Regions from separate parts of the Arachis hypogaea genome. Here region 1 is linked to region 2. Evidence: chromatin contacts called from public Hi-C data. All regions are on one chromosome and are shown on one strand. The core of a region is the stretch at or near the end of the contact, and the rest is flanking DNA. Distances in the headings are between cores, read along the strand shown.

The links. Hi-C and Micro-C count contacts between places; a contact is called where the count stands out from the background.
Region 1: a Hi-C map of leaf shows a contact between it and region 2, with 2.8 times the contacts expected there. The contact joins the enhancer-like site here to the promoter of LOC112743818 in region 2. A contact is called at or near these places in 2 of 8 Hi-C or Micro-C datasets (leaf and an unstated tissue).

The regions. Positions count from the first base shown.
Region 1 is chr14:118,566,622-118,570,038 of arahy.Tifrunner.gnm2.J5K5, forward strand. No RefSeq gene overlaps it. Among protein-coding and RNA genes, the nearest start is that of LOC112743007, 16 kb to the left of the region's middle. Within about 2 kb of position 1,255, at least 1 of the 3 cell types and tissues checked has open chromatin away from gene starts, as enhancers often do.
Region 2 is chr14:118,290,834-118,294,267 of arahy.Tifrunner.gnm2.J5K5, forward strand. LOC112743818 (small ribosomal subunit protein eS25x) reads left to right here and starts at 1,589. Exons shown (of 4, transcript XM_025793169.3): 1 at 1,589-3,098; 2 at 3,172-3,246. The coding sequence starts at 3,096. LOC112743817 (CBL-interacting protein kinase 2) reads left to right here. Exons shown (of 2, transcript XM_025793166.3): 2 at 1-1,323. The coding sequence ends at 1,124.

The DNA of each region.
Region 1 (3,417 bases), core at 5-2,504, 280 kb after region 2:
AATAAATATATATATATATATATATAAAATGTTTCATCAATTTAATTTTTAGATTTTTCTTTATAAATATTTTCTCATCTTAGAAGATTATTCTTAATTAATTGTCTGTAATCTATGTTATATTTATATATTATACACCAGATTACTATACGTATCTCCAAAATTTTAACACTTAATAAAATTCTGGAATTAGATCCCAAATTTTGTACATGTATGTGATCTCATATACACCATTTTAATACTCATTATACTTTGATCTAATAGTGATTAAAAACCTGTAATAAAAATATCTAAGATTCTTGTATCTTTAAATTCTGAGTCTAAGGCTTAACTTTAGAATACTTAAAAAAATATAAAAATATTTTATATTATGATGGATTTAAAGTAAAAAGTTTGTGAAGACTATTCTAAATACTATCTTATAACATTGAATTATTATAGTGAAAATATCAATTATTGATAAAAATTGGATATAAACGAGTCTCGATCAAACAATTATATATTATAGTCTATTATCTTGTGAACGCCTTTCATGCATTTATAGATTTTAAGTTTAATTTGACACCTTATGAACAATTTTTTTAACTTCTATATTTTACTGTTCAAGTCCAAATACTTGATAAGTTTTTCAAGTTTATTATTTTTAGTCAAACTTCAAAAAAAAAAAAAAAATTAAGTACAATTCAACTTCCTTTCTTTTGCGTTAATTTTCAAGCATTTTACTTCCATCCCTTTTAAGGAATCAAGTGGCAGTAAAAGTAAAACGGATTCTTAACGTTAGAATGTGATATAAATAGACAAAATTGATTTTAAATATAAATAGTATTACCACTGCTTTAAAATAGATATTTTACCTATTTTGTTATCTATTGTTTCTTACGTTTTCAACCAAATTTTTTTGTTTAATTGTATTTTTTGTATTTTGTCTTTTAACAAAAAAAAAAAAAAAAAAAAAAAAAAACATGATACGTGTTTTCTCTTCCTTTTGTTTTTTTGGGTAAACAGATGCGCATTCTTTTTGGGTCATCTAACTTGAGCTTCCTCTTTAGGTTTGGACATTTATAAGATATGATTTTAATGTTGGGTTTTTCAGAATGTGCCTGCTTTTGTATTTGAAAATAGTCATTTCTACTACATCCAAATGTTTTTGGTAAGTTGGCCATGAATACATCATGGGAAGAATAGAATAAATTTGTACAATGGGCTAAATTCTCTTTTCTCGTAAAAAAATGGCTCAACTTTTTGTTATGTTAGTATGGGTCAATTTGGTGGTCCTAGACTTTTTCCGGGAAAAAAAAAAACAAATTACACTGAAGTGTAAGCTAAATGAGGTCAACCAAAGTTATTTAAACAATAAATTTTAGATCAAGACCAAAAAAAAAAAAAAACCAATAAATTTTAGATAAGAAATAGGTATATAAAATTATTATAGTAAGGTTTGTGGGATTTCTTTTTAAATAAATAATTTAATTCTTTTATTTACTGAAATAGCTCATGTAAAGACAATTTACGTTTTTAAATCTTATTACTTATCTCGTTTACAGTGTAAACAAATTGATTATGTACATATTTTGTTTACACTGTAAACAAGATAAAATATGTACATCGATGAATGTGTCGCAGGTGCACACGTATTGTGTAACAGAGCATATCTCGTTTACAATGTAAACAAGATACGTGCATTATCAATTCGTTTATACTGCAAAACAAGATTTGCACAAATTAAACGGCACCTATATATATAACTCGTTCAATATAGCACTTTTGAAGTATCATTTTCAAACGTTTTTCACTGCCTTTCTTCCTCTTAAATCTTTTTCTTGAGATATTTTGACTTTATGACGCGCGAAGATACAAGGAATGACGATATTAACCGTCTGAACGCGATATGGCATATCGCTGGAGTGATTAACTTTCATGTTAGTGTTATTATATTTTCTTTTGATCAATAAAAAAACATATAATTATAGTTATTGTATTTTTATAGATTAAATATGTATTAATATGTATGACTAAAATAGGTGTTGTGTCAGGAACATAACTTAGGTTAGTTGTTTTTTAGTTTTTATTAATTGTTGATATATATTTTAAGTAACTTGTCTTAGTGAATATTAGATGGAATTTTTGTAAATAAGTATTTTAAATGTTTGATTTAGAAAATAAATGCATGACAATAAATTTACTGTCATTTGAAATAGTTTTTTAATAATTTTTATTTTTATTTTAATATTTATGTTAGGAATTAATTTAGTAATTTTAAAAAATATTAAAGTATCACATTTAAAATAATTGTTTATTACATTTTAATTTTTTTATTTCGTATTTTATATTCTTAATTCTATTTTGAAATATGTTACATATTAATTCATTTTTTAATTTAACAGAGGCCTTATCTCCTACTTTTTATGCGAGTTAGGCACATTATTCTTGCACCATCGGATGTCATTTTTCCTTACTTGAGGGAGGTTAGGTTTGGCAACATAATACAGGTCAAGGACTTTCTGTTAGACAAAACCCCAATTTTTGCATTCGTAGAGTGTTGGCGTCCGAAGACCCACATACACTTGGGTTACTCACCAATGGAGAGCCAGTGGGTGGCTACTTGAGGAACTTCCAGATATGGTACCAGCACTCTGTAGTGGAAGTGGATAGAGGAGATCTTCGATGCCAAGCCTTCGCATGCTCAGTAGTAGGGTGCAAAGGAAGACGTCTTTTTCTATCAAGATGACATGGCATATGTAATAGCCCAGACCACCCGCTAGCACGATATTGTCCGCTTTGGCACACAAGTCCTCACGGTTTTGTCTTTGACGATAGGGATGCTAGCCGAGGCCCCCACACTCACTCGTCAAAACGCGTCATGCTAGGGAGAGGTATCCACACCCTTATAAGGCATGCTTCGTTCCCCTCCCCAACCGATGTGGGCCTTACAATCCACCCCCTAAGGGAGCCCAGCGCCCTCGCTGGCACATCGATCCGGGTTCCGGCTCTGATACCATAATGTAACACCCTAACTACCAAAGCTCACACTTCCGGCTGCGCGACTCTGATAGTTCAGACATTACGACGACTCTTATATTATTTAATACTAAAATATGAGCCTGTTTAAAACTTTAAACCGCAAAACCGCTCCAAAAATACTTTTGCTATACAACGTACATCCATACATACCATACAACTTACAGAAACTCATAAAGAGTACATCCATATATATACATACATATATATAAATAACTTTACAAGCATTAACCAATACAATTCCTATCCCTCTTACAGAATATATCAAGGTAAAGGCGAAGGTACAATAAACCATAACTAAAACAATACAGAGCATCTCAACAACAACTAAATAAACTCTTCGTAACTTCGGCGCACATATCCTGAAAGGGAAAAAATGTAGGGGGTGAGAACATCATC
Region 2 (3,434 bases), core at 339-2,838:
ACTTCGTCATGGAGTATGCAAAAGGGGGTGAGCTCTTCAACAAGATACTTAAAGGAAAACTCAAAGAGGATGTTGCCAGGAGATACTTTCAGCAACTGATTAGTGCAGTCGACTATTGTCACAGCCGGGGGGTGTGCCATCGAGATTTGAAACCAGAAAATCTACTATTGGATGAAAATGAGAATTTGAAGGTTTCAGACTTTGGATTGAGTGCTCTTGCTGAATCGAAGCACCAAGATGGATTACTCCATACAACATGTGGTACGCCGGCCTATGTTGCGCCAGAAGTGATAAACAGAAGGGGTTATGATGGGGTGAAAGCTGATATATGGTCCTGCGGGGTAGTCTTGTTTGCTCTGTTGGCTGGTTATCTTCCATTTCAGGATAAAAATCTGATGGAGATGTATAGGAAAATCGGTAAGGCGGAATTCAAATTTCCTAAGTGGTTTGCACCTGATGTTCGCCGATTGTTGTCCAAAATCTTGGATCCAAACCCAAGGACAAGGATATCAATGGCCAAAATCATGGAAAGTTCTTGGTTTAAAAAGGGGTTAGACAAGTCTGTGATTACTGCAACTGAAAACAAAGAGCTAGCCCCTCTGGATGCCGAAGATGTTTTCGACACATGCGAGAACTGTCCAATTGCAAAGCCCAAGAAAGAGCAGGGAAAACCTTTCAATTTAAATGCCTTTGACATAATCTCTTTCTCCTCCGGCTTTGACTTATCCGGTTTGTTTGAGGATACTGAGCAAAAGAAAGAGGTCCGGTTCACATCTAACAAGTCCGCCTCGACCATATTCTCTAAGTTGGAAGACATTTGCAAGCGCTTTCGGTTAAAAGTGAAGAAGAAAGACGGAGGTTTGTTGAAGTTAGAAGGTTCCAAGGAAGGCAGAAAAGGGATCTTGGGCATTGCTGCTGAGATTTTCGAGATAACCCCACAGTTCCATCTGGTAGAGTTGAGAAAGGTCAATGGTGACACAGTGGAGTACAAGAAGCTTCTGAAACATGACATTCGGCCGGCACTCAAGGACATTGTTTGGTCATGGCAGGGAGAACAACCACCACAGCATGAAGTGGTGCCGGAAGAGCAACAACAGCAGTCTCATGTTGTGCCTAGTTATTAGGTGCTTGATGTGTACTATGCAAACTACTTGGATGTTGTTTTTACTACCTAGGGTGTTATTATGTTATAAGCTTAACTATGTTATGATCTTGGTCAAGTCCCCTTGTTAATTTGACATATAGTCAGAAATAAGGTGGCTAGTTCAATCTCTTGTACAGATTGTATAACTGAATTGCAAATTTGACCATTTGGATCTTAAATTCTATTCTCATTATCAGATTTTAGTATTTTGTTTTCACTGAATATTGTGTTCTTTCAAATGGCATTTTCTGCATTTTGAAGCTGCAATGATCTCATGGCTTTACTGAAAGCACCATCCTCACAACCTCCATGGTGAAGGGAGGGGAATGAATCCTTTCACGTTAGAATTTTATATGATCTTATCATATAACTACACCCAGGGATGCAATTATCAAGTTATTTGGATGTTAGAAAAAACAAAAACTATTTTCCTTTTTTTAACTTGAAGTGGAAGTTTATGTAGCAAGAGTGAATACCAGGTCAACAAGCAATTGAGACCATTCATGATGGGTTTAATTATTATTAATCATGTTGACATGTTGGGTTCAACTTTAATCTATCTACATTATTTTCTTCGAATGAAGCAACAGTCATCAAATGATAAGAAGACAACTGAATAAATCAGTGTCAAGATTATAGTGACAAATTACATTATTATGGAAAATATAAACTTGTATTTAAGCAATTTATAAAACTACTGTTCAACAATCTTTTACAAAAAGATTCTCTCATAAACAGCTTGAAAACCAGTACCCCACAAAGCATGAGTTCAACAACAATGCACAAGAATTCATAACAGTGACGTCTTTTCCTGGTTCAGCCCACAAATTGTTAGAAACAATGGGTGTAATGTCGATTAGTCATTGTCAAGCTGGACCAAGGTGGTAATCAACTACCGCATTTAGTTTTGGTTAGAACTTAGAACATGCTCAACGTTCAAGGCCAAGGCTTTTCAAGTAACAAACTTCTTTTATTTATTGAATTTAAGGATAAATTATAAAAGATTTACTCGAATTATTTTGCCTCTGATAAAAATATTTTTGAATTTTGTTATCGATAAATTTTTTTTTAAATTATTTAAAAACGCGATAAAAATGTCAAAAAATTATATTTTTATATAAGTGACAAATGATTTTTGTATTTAACAAATCGCATACGTATTTGATCTACAATTTGATAGGAATAGTTAGATAACTATTTAAAAAAAATTTGACTTTTAGATTTTTTTTATTTTTTAAAAGAAATATTGGTTGTTGAAAAATAAATTACAAAAAAATATATATACTTAGCGAAAGATCACAACTTTAAGAATAAATATATCTTATTTTTCTAATAATACTTACAAAAAAACTGCATCAAAATTTAATTTTTAAAATATTTTTTTATAATATATATTTAATGTTAGACATTTTGTCACATTTTTAAATAATTTGAAAATATTTTTATCTATAATAAAATTCGAAAATATTTTTGCCAGCCCTAAAATACTTCAAATGTATTTTCGGTGGTTTACCTTGAATTTAATTAACCCGCTATCAATAATGATAGAAAATGGAAATAGAAAATGTTTTCACTAATTATACACTATAATTATTAAATTTTTTTCATTTTCCATTTTGACTTTTCCTTTTAAGAAATATAAAATATTAGAAATAAAAACAGAATATTGTTCACGAAACAAAATATATATATTTTTTTCGGTATACCACGAAACGCCGAATATGTTATTTCAGTGGGGTTTTTTTTTTTTCATTTGCTTTTCAACTTTATTTTAATAGTGGGCCTGAAAATAAATGGGCCTTCCAAAAATCTCATTGTGGGCCCATCCGTGAATTTAACATCCAAACATATAATGAACATAAAAAAATTCAAGGAAAGAACCCTACCTATATAGTTTCTGAGCTTCAGTTCCTAATTCTCAGTTGCCAATTTCACATCCCTGCTATTTTCCATGGTGCGAATCTCTTCATTCATCTCTTTCTTCTCTCATATGTAATTGCCTAACTGTGTTCTATTCTCGATTGCAGGCTCCAAAGAAAGATAAGGCTCCTCCACCATCTTCCAAGCCCGCCAAATCTGGCGGTGGCAAGCAGAAGAAGAAGGTCCCTTTTCCTTTTTCAATTTTCAGTTTTGAGTTTTTTTCTATATTTTATATGATTGTTATTATGATTTGGTGTTGGTGCTAATATGATTTTGTATCAACTATGATGTGATAATTAGGGTTTTGACTTGGGCATATTTAGTTATATTGTATATCTGAATTTGATGATATATTTTGTTTTGATTACGT